Regions from separate parts of the Macaca mulatta genome. Here region 2 is linked to region 1. A link is a contact called in public Hi-C data. All regions are on one chromosome and are shown on one strand. The core of a region is the stretch at or near the end of the contact, and the rest is flanking DNA. Distances in the headings are between cores, read along the strand shown.

Evidence for each region. A called contact is a pair of places that touch in the nucleus more often than the background predicts.
Region 2: a contact with region 1 is called in a Hi-C map of fetal cortex germinal zone, with 3 times the contacts expected there. The contact joins the promoter of MAP4K1 here to the promoter of FAM98C in region 1. A contact is called at or near these places in 2 of 14 Hi-C or Micro-C datasets (fetal cortex germinal zone and fetal cortical plate).

What each region holds. Positions count from the first base shown.
Region 1 is chr19:49,486,376-49,491,192 of T2T-MMU8v2.0, forward strand. FAM98C (family with sequence similarity 98 member C) reads left to right here and starts at 2,247. Exons shown (of 8, transcript XR_013410604.1): 1 at 2,247-2,330; 2 at 2,450-2,598; 3 at 2,672-2,806; 4 at 4,033-4,238; 5 at 4,474-4,551; 6 at 4,649-4,765.
Region 2 is chr19:49,706,926-49,712,299 of T2T-MMU8v2.0, forward strand. MAP4K1 (mitogen-activated protein kinase kinase kinase kinase 1) reads right to left here and starts at 2,421. Exons shown (of 31, transcript XM_028840014.2): 1 at 1,125-2,421; 2 at 896-953; 3 at 685-775. The coding sequence starts at 1,223. It overlaps EIF3K (eukaryotic translation initiation factor 3 subunit K), which reads left to right and starts at 2,420. Exons shown (of 8, transcript NM_001257691.1): 1 at 2,420-2,667; 2 at 3,676-3,774. The coding sequence starts at 2,609.

The DNA.
Region 1 (4,817 bases), core at 997-3,496:
TTTGCCCAGTAGTACACATTAAATGCTATATATATATATATATATTAGTTATTCTTTATTAAGTACTCCCTTTATATGTGCTAAGCACTTTTTACATATGAAACTCCAATTAATCCTCAGTAACAGCTCTCAGAGGTAGGTACTATTATCCCCGTTACATAGATGGGAAGCAATTTGGCAGGAACATGGAGCTGGTGAGTAATAGAATCAAACCCTAACCCTTGTCTGCCTGACTCCTAGGGTATAATTTCTCAACCACTATGGTGCACTGCACCTACTCATTCCAAGGCTTAGAAGGGAGAGGAGTGAAGGCCTAACAGGCACATTGTGACCGATGAGGAGGGCCTGGTGTGTGAGGGGTGTGCCGGGATTCCTAGGTCCCTTATGTAATTCAAACCCTGAGGTGTAAAGGAGGGAGAAAGTTTTGGATTTTAGGCTGAGTTGGGTGAACACCACTCCATCTGGGCTGCTTTAAGAGCAGAGGACAGGGCCAGGCACACTGGCTCAAGCCTATAATCCCAACACTTTGGGAGGCTGAGGGGGAAGGATTGCTTGAACCCTGGAGTTAAGAGGCAAACCCGGGAGACATAGCTGGACCCCTCTCTACAAAAATTTCTTTTTTGACATGGAGTCTCGCTCTGTCACCCAGGCTGGAGTGCAGTGGCTTGATCTCGGCTCACTGCAGCCTCTGCCTCCTGGGTTCAAGTGATTCTCCTTCCTCAGCCTCCTGGGCAGCTGGGACCACAAGTGCATGCCACCATACCTGGCTAATTTTTGTATTTTTAGTAGAGATGGGGTTTCACCATGTTGCCCGGGCTGGTCTCGAACTCTTGACCTCAAGTGATCCACCCACCTCAGCCTCCCAAAGTGCTGGGATTACAGGCGTGAGCCACCACGCCCAGCCTCTACAAAACTTAAAAAAAAAAAAAAAAAAAAAAAAAAGGCCGGGTGCGGTGGCTCACGCCTATAATCCCAGCACTTTTGGAGGCCGAGGTGGGCGGATCACGAGGTCAGGAGATCGAGACCATCCTGGCGAACACGGTGAAACCCCGTCTCTACTAAAAAAATACAAAAAAATTAGCCGGGCGTGGTGGCGGGTACCTGTAGTCCCAGCTTCTAGGGAGGCTGAGGCAGAAGAATGGCGTGAACCTGGGAGGCGGTGGAGCTTGCAGTGAGCGGAGATCGCGCCACTGCACTCCAGCCTGGGCGACAGAGCGAGACTCTGTCTCAAAAAATGGCCCGTCGCAGTGGCTCACGCCTGTAATTCCAGCACTTTGGGAGGCCAAAGCAGGAGGATCGCTTGAACCCAGGAGATGGAAACCAGGCATGGCAACATGAGGAAACCTTGTCTCTACAAAAAAATTAAAAACAAATCAGCCGAGTGTGGTGGTCTGTGCCTGTGGTCCCAGCTACTAGGTATAAGCCATCAAGCCTGACTGATTTTTTTTTTTTTTTTTTTTTTGAGACGGAGTCTCGCTCTGTCGCCCAGGCTGGAGTGCAGTGGCGCGATCTCGGCTCACTGCAAGCTCCGCCCCCCGGGTTCGCGCCATTCTCCGGCCTCAGCCTCCCGAGTAGCTGGGACTACAGGCGCCCGCCACCTCGCCCGGCTAGTTTTCTTGTATTTTTTAGTAGAGACGGGGTTTCACCGTGTTAGCCAGGATGGTCTCGATCTCCTGACCTCGTGATCCGCCCGTCTCGGCCTCCCAAAGTGCTGGGATTACAGGCTTGAGCCACCGCGCCCGGCCAAGCCTGACTGATTTTTAAAAATTTAGCTGGGAGGCTGAGGTGGCAGGATCTCTTGAGCCCAGGAGGTCGAGGCTGCAGTAAGCCGTGATGGCACCACTGCAGTCCAGAACGATAGAGCGAGATTTGCCTCAAAAACAAACCAACAAAACGCCAGCAGAGGACAACTGAGGGAGGAAAAGGAAAAGGACACCGAAGTTGTTTTTATGTTACCGCAACAGTGACACCCGCCGCCAGCTTGTCTAACATCGGAGATCCCGAACGCACTGCAATTTACAGCGCCAGGGGGCGTTCCTAGAACCCTGTCAGGTTACCCGAGGGGCGGGGAGGGCGGGAGGGCGGGGAGGGCGGGCCCCGGGGCGGGTTCGGCGTCCTCCTGTGCCAATGGGAGCACCCAAGCCCCTGCGCGGGAAGATGCCGATTGGTCAGTGCCGCCAGACGCCGCGAGGAGCTCGCGCGCGCGGCACTTCTGGGGCGGAGCCTGCCACCGGCCGCCAGGGGGCGCGCCGAGGCGACGCTTTCATGGAGGGGGTGAAGGCGGAAGCGCGGGAGGGGGCCGCGGTGGCCCAGGACCTACTGGCTCTGGGGTAAAAGGGTGTGTGGTGAGGCTGGTGGGTGCAGGAAGGCCAGGTCTGCCCCCTGGACGCGGAAGGAAAGGGATTCTCAGTGACCTCCCCGCCCCCTTCCGCTGCCTCGGTCCCCACAGGTATGGGGGTGTCCCGGGGACGGCGTCGCGGGGCGCCTCATGTCCAGACTTCAGGGCGCTGTGCGTGCGGCTGGCGGCGGAGCTGGCGACGCTGGGCGCCCTCGAGCAGCAGCGAGAGGCGGGCGCCGAGGTGCTGAGCGCCGGCGACGGTAAGCACGGAGCGGGAGGGTGGCAGGGGGGCCGCCACGGGACCACCGAGCCCTGACACCCCTGTCCCCGCAGGCCCCTACGCGGAGGAGGACTTTCTGCGGCAGCTTGGCCGCCTGCTGCGGGAGCTGCACTGCCCGGATCGCGCGCTCTGCGGCGGGGATGGCGCGGCTGCGCTTCGGGAACCGGGTGCCGGACTGCGCCTGCTGCGTGAGTCCCGGGATGCGGAAGTGGCAAGGCCATGGCCTCGGGAGCGGCGGGCTCCGACTTTTTAGGGGAAATCGAGGTTCCCAAGGGGGTGTAGTCAGAACTTTGGGGGCGGCCCAGAGGGTACGAGGTGGGTGGGGTGAGCATGTTGGGGCGAGAGCGCTCTGAGATGGGCGGGGGTAGAATCTTATTTTATTTTTTATTTATTTTATTTTTTTATTATTATTATTTTCGAGATGGAGTTTCACTCTTGTTGCCCAAGCCGAAGTGCAGTGGCTCGATCTCAGCTCACTGCAACCTTCACCTCCCGGGTTCAAGTGATTCTCTTGCCTCAGCCTCCCGAGTAGCTGGGATTACAGGCATGCACCACCACACCTGGCTAATTTTTTGTATTTTTAGTAGAAACAGGGTTTCACCATGTTAGCCAGGCTGGTCTCGAACTCCTGACCTCAAGTGATCTGCCTTCCTCGGCTTCCCAAAGTGTTGGGATTACGGGCGTGAGCCACCACACCTGGCCCGGGAGTAGAATTTTAATTGAAGGGCCTGGGAGCTTAAGTAGGTTGGATTAAGAGGAAGGCTCGAGGTTTCCAAGTGGGTGGGAGTCGAATTCATAGGAGGACACCGGGTCTCAAGGAGGGGCATACTCTGGAGGCCAAGGCTTTAGGTGGGTGGGACTAGAAGGTGGAAGATTTTTTTTTAAGTGGAGATGGGGTCTCCCTATGTTGCCCTGTCTGGTCCTCAACTCCTGGCTTCAAGTGATCCTCCCACCTCAGCCTCCCAACGTGTTGGGATTACAGGCATGAGCCACTGTGCCTGGGCGAAGGTGGAGGTTTTAAAGCCAGTGGAGCCAATTTTTTTTTTTTTTTTTTTTTGAAACAGTCTCGCCCTGTTGCCAGGCTGGAGTACAGTGGCGCCATCTCGGCTCACTGCAACCTCCAACTCCCTGGTTCAAGCGATTCTCCTGCTTCGGCCTCCTGAGTAGCTGGGATTACAGGCATTCACCACCATGTCCAGCTAATTTTTGTATATTTAGTAGAGACAGGGTTTCACCATGTTGACCAGGCTGGTCTCCATCTCCTGACCTTGTGATCCGCCCGCCTCCGCCTCCCCAAGTGCTGGGATTACAGGAGTGAGCCACTGCGCCCGGACATTGGTGGAGCTTTTTGACCAAGATGGATGAATGGGGTAGCAGCCTCCCTGAGTGCACAGCACCCATTTATTACTTTCAGGTTTTCTCTGCTCAGAGCTCCAAGCCACCCGCCTCCTGCGCCTGCGCTCTCTGCTGGATCCCAGTCCTAGGCCACCCCTTGGTGAAGGGGTGGTGGAGGGAGCTGGCATGGTCCAAGAACTGGGCCTTACCCTCCAAGCCCTGGGACTGCCCAGACCTGCACCAGGGACCCCCGCCAGCCAGCTGCTGCAAGAGTTGCATGCTAAGGTAGAGAGTCAGAGTTGCCTCCCGACCTGGGCTACCCTGCTTTCCTTTTGGGGGTGGTGGTCCTCTTTCTAAAACACCTCTGGAAGGAGTATTCCAACCTCTAGCCTGGTTTTTCTGGAGCTGTGACTGCCATTCTCACGTCTGTGGCCTAGGTCCTCAGGGTTTTGGGGAGCTGGGTTTACAGAGGGGCCCATCCTCTCTGCCCCAATTGGCCTCTGACTTCTTCTCCCATCAGATCTCAGAGCTGCAGCCTTTTCTGCCCCCAGGGTCCCTGCAGCCCCTCCTCAGCTACTCGCTAGATGCACCCAGATGGGTAAGACTGTGTGTGACTGACTGAATGTGAACTGTGTCCTTATCAGAAGTGGCTGTGAGAGGGACCCCTAGCCTGACCTTGAGACCTTTTCTGCCAGGAAGCATTGGAGTCTCTGTCCCAAAGCCTCAGAGATCAGTACTGCTGCCGCCGCTACCTCCTCCTCAAGCGCCTTGACCTCACTACATCTGCTTTCCACTGGAGTGACCGGGCAGAGGTGTGAGCAGGGAACCGTGCAGAATTGGAGAGGCCCAGTTGTGGGGGCTGCA
Region 2 (5,374 bases), core at 1,171-3,670, 220 kb after region 1:
AGAGAGTGGAACTGGGGGAGCCAGAGGGCAGAATGATGAGAGCTTCGTTTCTAGGGAGTTGATTTCCAATTCCGTTACTATGAAGGGATCAGTTTGGGGTACTCTTGATCAGAAATGGGAATTCTGGATTGGAGATTAGATTAGAGGCTGCTCTGGTCAGAAAAGTGGGACTTAGGAGTGAGGATCAGGGTAGGGTTAGCCCAGTCAAAAATGGGGGTCCAGGATGGGAGGCCGGGTTATGGTGAGAAATGGAAGTTCAAGGTTAGAACTCAGGGTGCCAAGGCCAGGCACGGTGGCTCACACCTGTAATCCCAGCACTTTGGGAGGCCAAGGCCAATGGATCACGAGGTCAGGAGTTCAAGACCAGCCTGGCCAAGATGGTGAAACCCCATCTCTACTAAAAATATAAAAATTAGCCGAGTGGGGTGGTGGACGCCTGTAATTCCAGCTACTCGGGGGTCTGAGGCAGAGAATTGCTTGAACACGGGAGGCAGAGGTTGCAGTGAGCCGAGATCATGCCACTGCGCTCCAGTCTGGCAACAGAACAAGACTCCATCTCAAAAAAAATGAAAAAAAATGAAAAAAAAAAAAAAAAAAAAAAGAAATGAGGGTACCCCCATCAAGAAATGGAGGCTCTGCGTTAGGGGCTGGGCTGGGTGCCAGGGTGGGTCTGAGGTTCATCACCAGAGATAACTCCCATGGTAGGCCACGATGTTGGCGTGCCGGCAAGTTTTCAATATGAGGATTTCCTTCTGAAGGGTGGAGACATCATCATCTGTGAGGAGGGTGGGAGAGAAAGGCAGCTCGCATGGAGAGAGCTACGAGGGAGGTGATCCCAGTGTCCCAGGAGGCGAAGGTGGGGATGTGGGGAAGGAGCTCCGGGTTCCCTCCTCACCAGGCTCCATCTTCACCATCTTCAGTGCCACCAGGTCCCCTGTCGCCTTGTCTCGAGCCTTGCAAAGGGGAAGTCGGCAGTCAGGCAGGCTCCATTTGCCAGCGTCCCTCCTCAGCATCCCTGAGTCAAGGTCAAGGACTGGGACCCCCTCTTGCAGCCTCCTCCCTACCGAGGCCTTGCCTTAAAGGCCACTAGTTTGAGGGTGTTGGGGACAGAGGGGCTTTCTCACCTTAAAGACTTCCCCATATGTGCCGCCACCCAGTCGCTGCAGCAGGTCGTAGTGGTCCCGGGGGTCTCTATTGAAAATGTCCGGATCCACGAGGTCCATCCCTGGGGGCCGGAGCTGGGCCTGCGCCCAGGGGCCAGCAGGGCCTCAGGGCTCAAGTTCTGGCACCTCCCTCTGTCCCCAGAAGCCCTGCACCCGCCTTGCCTCCGCGGGCTGTGGCCTCCCTCCTCCCCACTCTCGCTTCCTGCCCCAGCTGCACTGCAGGGCTGTGCAAAGGGCTCCACCCCCTGTCCCCTGGGCGCTGAGAGCCTCTGAGGGGCAGCTTGTCTTGGGACCCAAGGGACCATCCTCAACCTCCAAGGCCCAGGGCTGGATGTAAATGTGATGCAAATGATCTTAATGGTAACTGGATTGGAGGGGGGTGCCTTAGAACCCCCGCCCCCGTCTCCTAGGTAGTGTCTAAACCTCTACTGGGTGCTTGAAGGTTTGGCCACAACCCGAAGGCGGCAAGTCTGCACAAGGATGACTACGCAGTGTACATGCCTGTTCACCTGTCACATACATGCACTTGGGTTACCTCCTGTGCACTGCGCGGGCATGTAGACGTGTAGATGTGCATCTACCTAGATACCTGTGTGCACAGTACACACGTGGAGGTACCCAGCGCATATACCTCCACATACATGGCACATAACTGCATTTTCTACGCTTGCAGTGTACAAAACCTATACATGATATATAATTGATGGCAGTACAGATAGGACCCTCGCCCTCAGCTCCAAGACCGGAACCTAATGGAGACCGGGCGCGATCCGGCGAAGTCCAGGAGCCCTCACCCCAGCCCCTGCCCGGCAGAGCACAATAGCTTTGTGGGACCCTCTTCCTGGAGCTGGGGACCAAGGGCCGAGACTTGAAACTGGATCCTGGGCGCTCAGGATCCTGCACCATGCGCCCAGGCCTGAGGCGAGAGGGACCTCAGAGAACATCTCCCTCGGGACTTGGCCAATGCCTAAACGGAGGGCTGCTGCGTGCATTCCCGCACAGCTCCGGGGACTTATGGCCGCGCGCAATACAACGCGCGCGCACGCCGCCAGAGCTCCGACTGCTTCCCAATGAGTTCGCGCGCGCACGCTCCCGCGCCCCCGGCACTGGAACTGGGTCTGTGAGGCCCGGGAAAAGCTTAGCCCCGCCCCTCGCCGAGAGGCGCCTGCGCACTGGGATACAGTAAGCTTTTTCTCACGCTGTCCGTCCAGCTTGAGTGGAGCGAATGCGCACGCGCTAATTGCCCCTGCGAGGAAGAAGTCACGTGGCAGCCGGAAAGCGTGGCGGCTGCTGCGAGAGCCTGTCCCTTCACCGCCCCCAGGGAGCTGGAGCGACAACAATGACGTCGTTTCCGTTTCCACCACCTCTTCCTTTTCCCGTCCTCGCGGACGCCGTGCCGGGCCGGTATTAGTCTCCAGCCCTGGTTGTGGAAAGCGACAGAAGTCATGGCGATGTTTGAACAGATGAGAGCTAACGTGGGCAAGTTGCTCAAGGGTATCGACAGGTCTGAGCCCGGTCGGAGGGAGCGCTCTGGCCATGCGGGGCGGAGGGGAGGGTTTTCAGGAGGCAGCAGGGGGTGGTCAGGGTCCTGGGCTTGCCGCGGGGTGGGGTTTCTCTATCCTCCTGGAGGAGGAGATGCTTAAAGAAACGCCACTGAGCTGGGGGCGGTGACTCACGCCTGTGATCTCAGCACTTTGGGAGGCCGAGGCAGGCGGGTCGCCTGAGCCCAGGAGTTAGAGACCAGCCTGGGCAACAGTCATACCCCGTCTTTAAAAGAAAGAAAGAAACAGCCCTGCAAAGGCCTAGAAGCGAAAGAATCTTGGTACCGCTCAGTCTCTTCGTGAATTGCCTTAAGGTTTCCTTCTCTGCCCTGCCTCCTTTGAGTGCCTCTGAATCTCTCCCTTCTCTGCTCCTTACGTCATTCATTCACATGTTTATTGAAATAAAGTGTCAGTGCTAAGGCAATGCTGGGAACCACAGGCGAATCAGACAGCGGCAGATCATGCCTTCACGGTCTGAGTTCCCATTCCATGAGGGAGACAAACCTGACATCAGACAGTGATATCTGGGAGAGGTTAGAACCGAAATGGGGGAAGCAAAGGCTAGAGTGTTCAGACGGACATGGGGGAAGTAGGCATCCAGGTAGGCAGGAGAGGATGGGGCTGGATCAGGGTGGAGGCCTGAGCAGGGGAGGAAGGGGTGAGTAACAGAGATGTTCAGGAGGCCAGATGCACAAGCTGCAGTGACTGACTGGCTCAGAGGTTGGGGAGGTATCCTAGGCAAGACCCAGGGCTCCAATGGAGTATAGAGCTTAGGTGAGAGGTCTGGGATATGAATAAGTTTTATTAGAGATTATACTGGACATAATTCACTACCTGGATAGAGCAAGTGGCCAGTGCCAGATTTAGAGGGGAAGGGTGGGAGGAGCAGGTTACAGTTGCCCCTGCAACTGTAAAGTGACTGGCCTCAGCTTCTGTCTCCTGTCTGCTCACCTATCTTGATTCTCCTTTAGGTACAATCCTGAGAACCTGGCCACCCTGGAGCGCTATGTGGAGACGCAGGCCAAGGAAAATGCCTATGATCTGGAAGCCAACCTGGCTGTCCTGAAGCTGTAAGTGTCTGGCTGTCTGTCTACACTCCCATTTCAGCAGCTAGCAGGGTGCCACTCCCAGTACAGGGCAAGGGGGTGGCTGGTGGTATCCTGCATGATGCAGCATCTCTTGGTGTGCAAGACTAGGAAGCCAAGGAAGTTGGGACAGGAGGAGGGATGGTTTTTGAAAAATCAATTGCCGAGCGCAGTCACTCACACCTGTAATCCCAGCACTTTGGGAGGATGAGGTGAGTGGATCACCTGAGGCAGGGAGTTTGAGACCAGCCTGGCCAACATAGAGAAACCCCAACTCTGCTGAAAAATACAAAATTAGCCAGGCGTGGTGGCACATGCGTGTAATCCCAGCTACTTGGGGGGCTGAGGCAGGAGAATCGCTTGAACCTGGGATGCAGAGATTGCGGTGAGCCAAGGTCGCACCATTGCACTCCAGCCTGGGCAACAAGAGCAAAACTCCATCTCAAAAAAAAATTAATAATAAAAAATCAATTAGGGTGGCTGCAGGGGCTCATGCCGCTAATCCCAGCACTTTGGGAGGCTGAGGCGAGATACTCACTTGAACCAAAGAGTTCGAGACCAGCCATGGCAACATAGCAAGACCCAACTCTATAAAAAAATTTAAAAATTGGACGGGCATGGTGGCTTACACCTGTACTTTGGGAGGCTGAGGTAAATGAATCACGAGGCCAGGAGATCAAGACCATCCTGGCTAACACGGTGAAACCCCATCTCTATGGAAAAAAAAATACAAAAGATTAGCCGGGCGTGGTGGCGGGGCGCCTGTAGTCCCAGCTACTTGGGATGCTGAGGCGGGAGAATGGCATGAACCCAGAAGGGTTGCAGTGAGCCTAGATCACACCCCTGCATTCCAGCCTGAGCTACACAGCAAGACTCCGTCTCAAAAAAAAACCATTGTTTTAGTTAATGTAGTGGTGTGTGGCTGTAGTTCCAGCTACTTGAGAGGCTGAAGTGGGAGGATTGCTTAAGCCTGGGGGATCGAGGGTGCAGTGAGCCATGATTGTGCCACTGCACTCCAGCCTGGGGGACAGAGTGAGACCCTTCGTTTTCTCAAAAAAAAAAATAAATAAAATAAATAAGAATTACCGATCTGGGTGACATGGCACAGCCCTGTCTCTACAAAAAATCAGCTGGGCACAGTGGCACACAGCTGTAGTCCCAGCTACTCGGGAGGTTGAGGCAGGAGAATTGCTTGAACCTGGGAGGCAGAGGTTGCAGTGAGCCAAGGTCATGCCACTGTACTCCAGCCTGGGCAACAGAGTGAGACCCTGTCTCAAAAATAAAGAATAATTACAGAACACATGTACAGGCAAATACATTAAGCAAACATGTAGTTTAACAAATCATTATAAATGAAAGCCTACATAATTGCCATTTATGTTGCAAAAGTGTTGCTAGCGCGACAGGCCTTTTGCCCCATATGCTCTGTGCCAGCCAACTCCCCTGCTCCCCCGTATTCTCATGGCCTGGCTTTATGTGATGGTTTACCATACATGCATCCATCTGAATCAGCTCAGCTCAGGTTTCCCTGCTTTGAACTTGATATAGATGGAGTAGATACAGCACAAACTCTTCTGCATCTGCC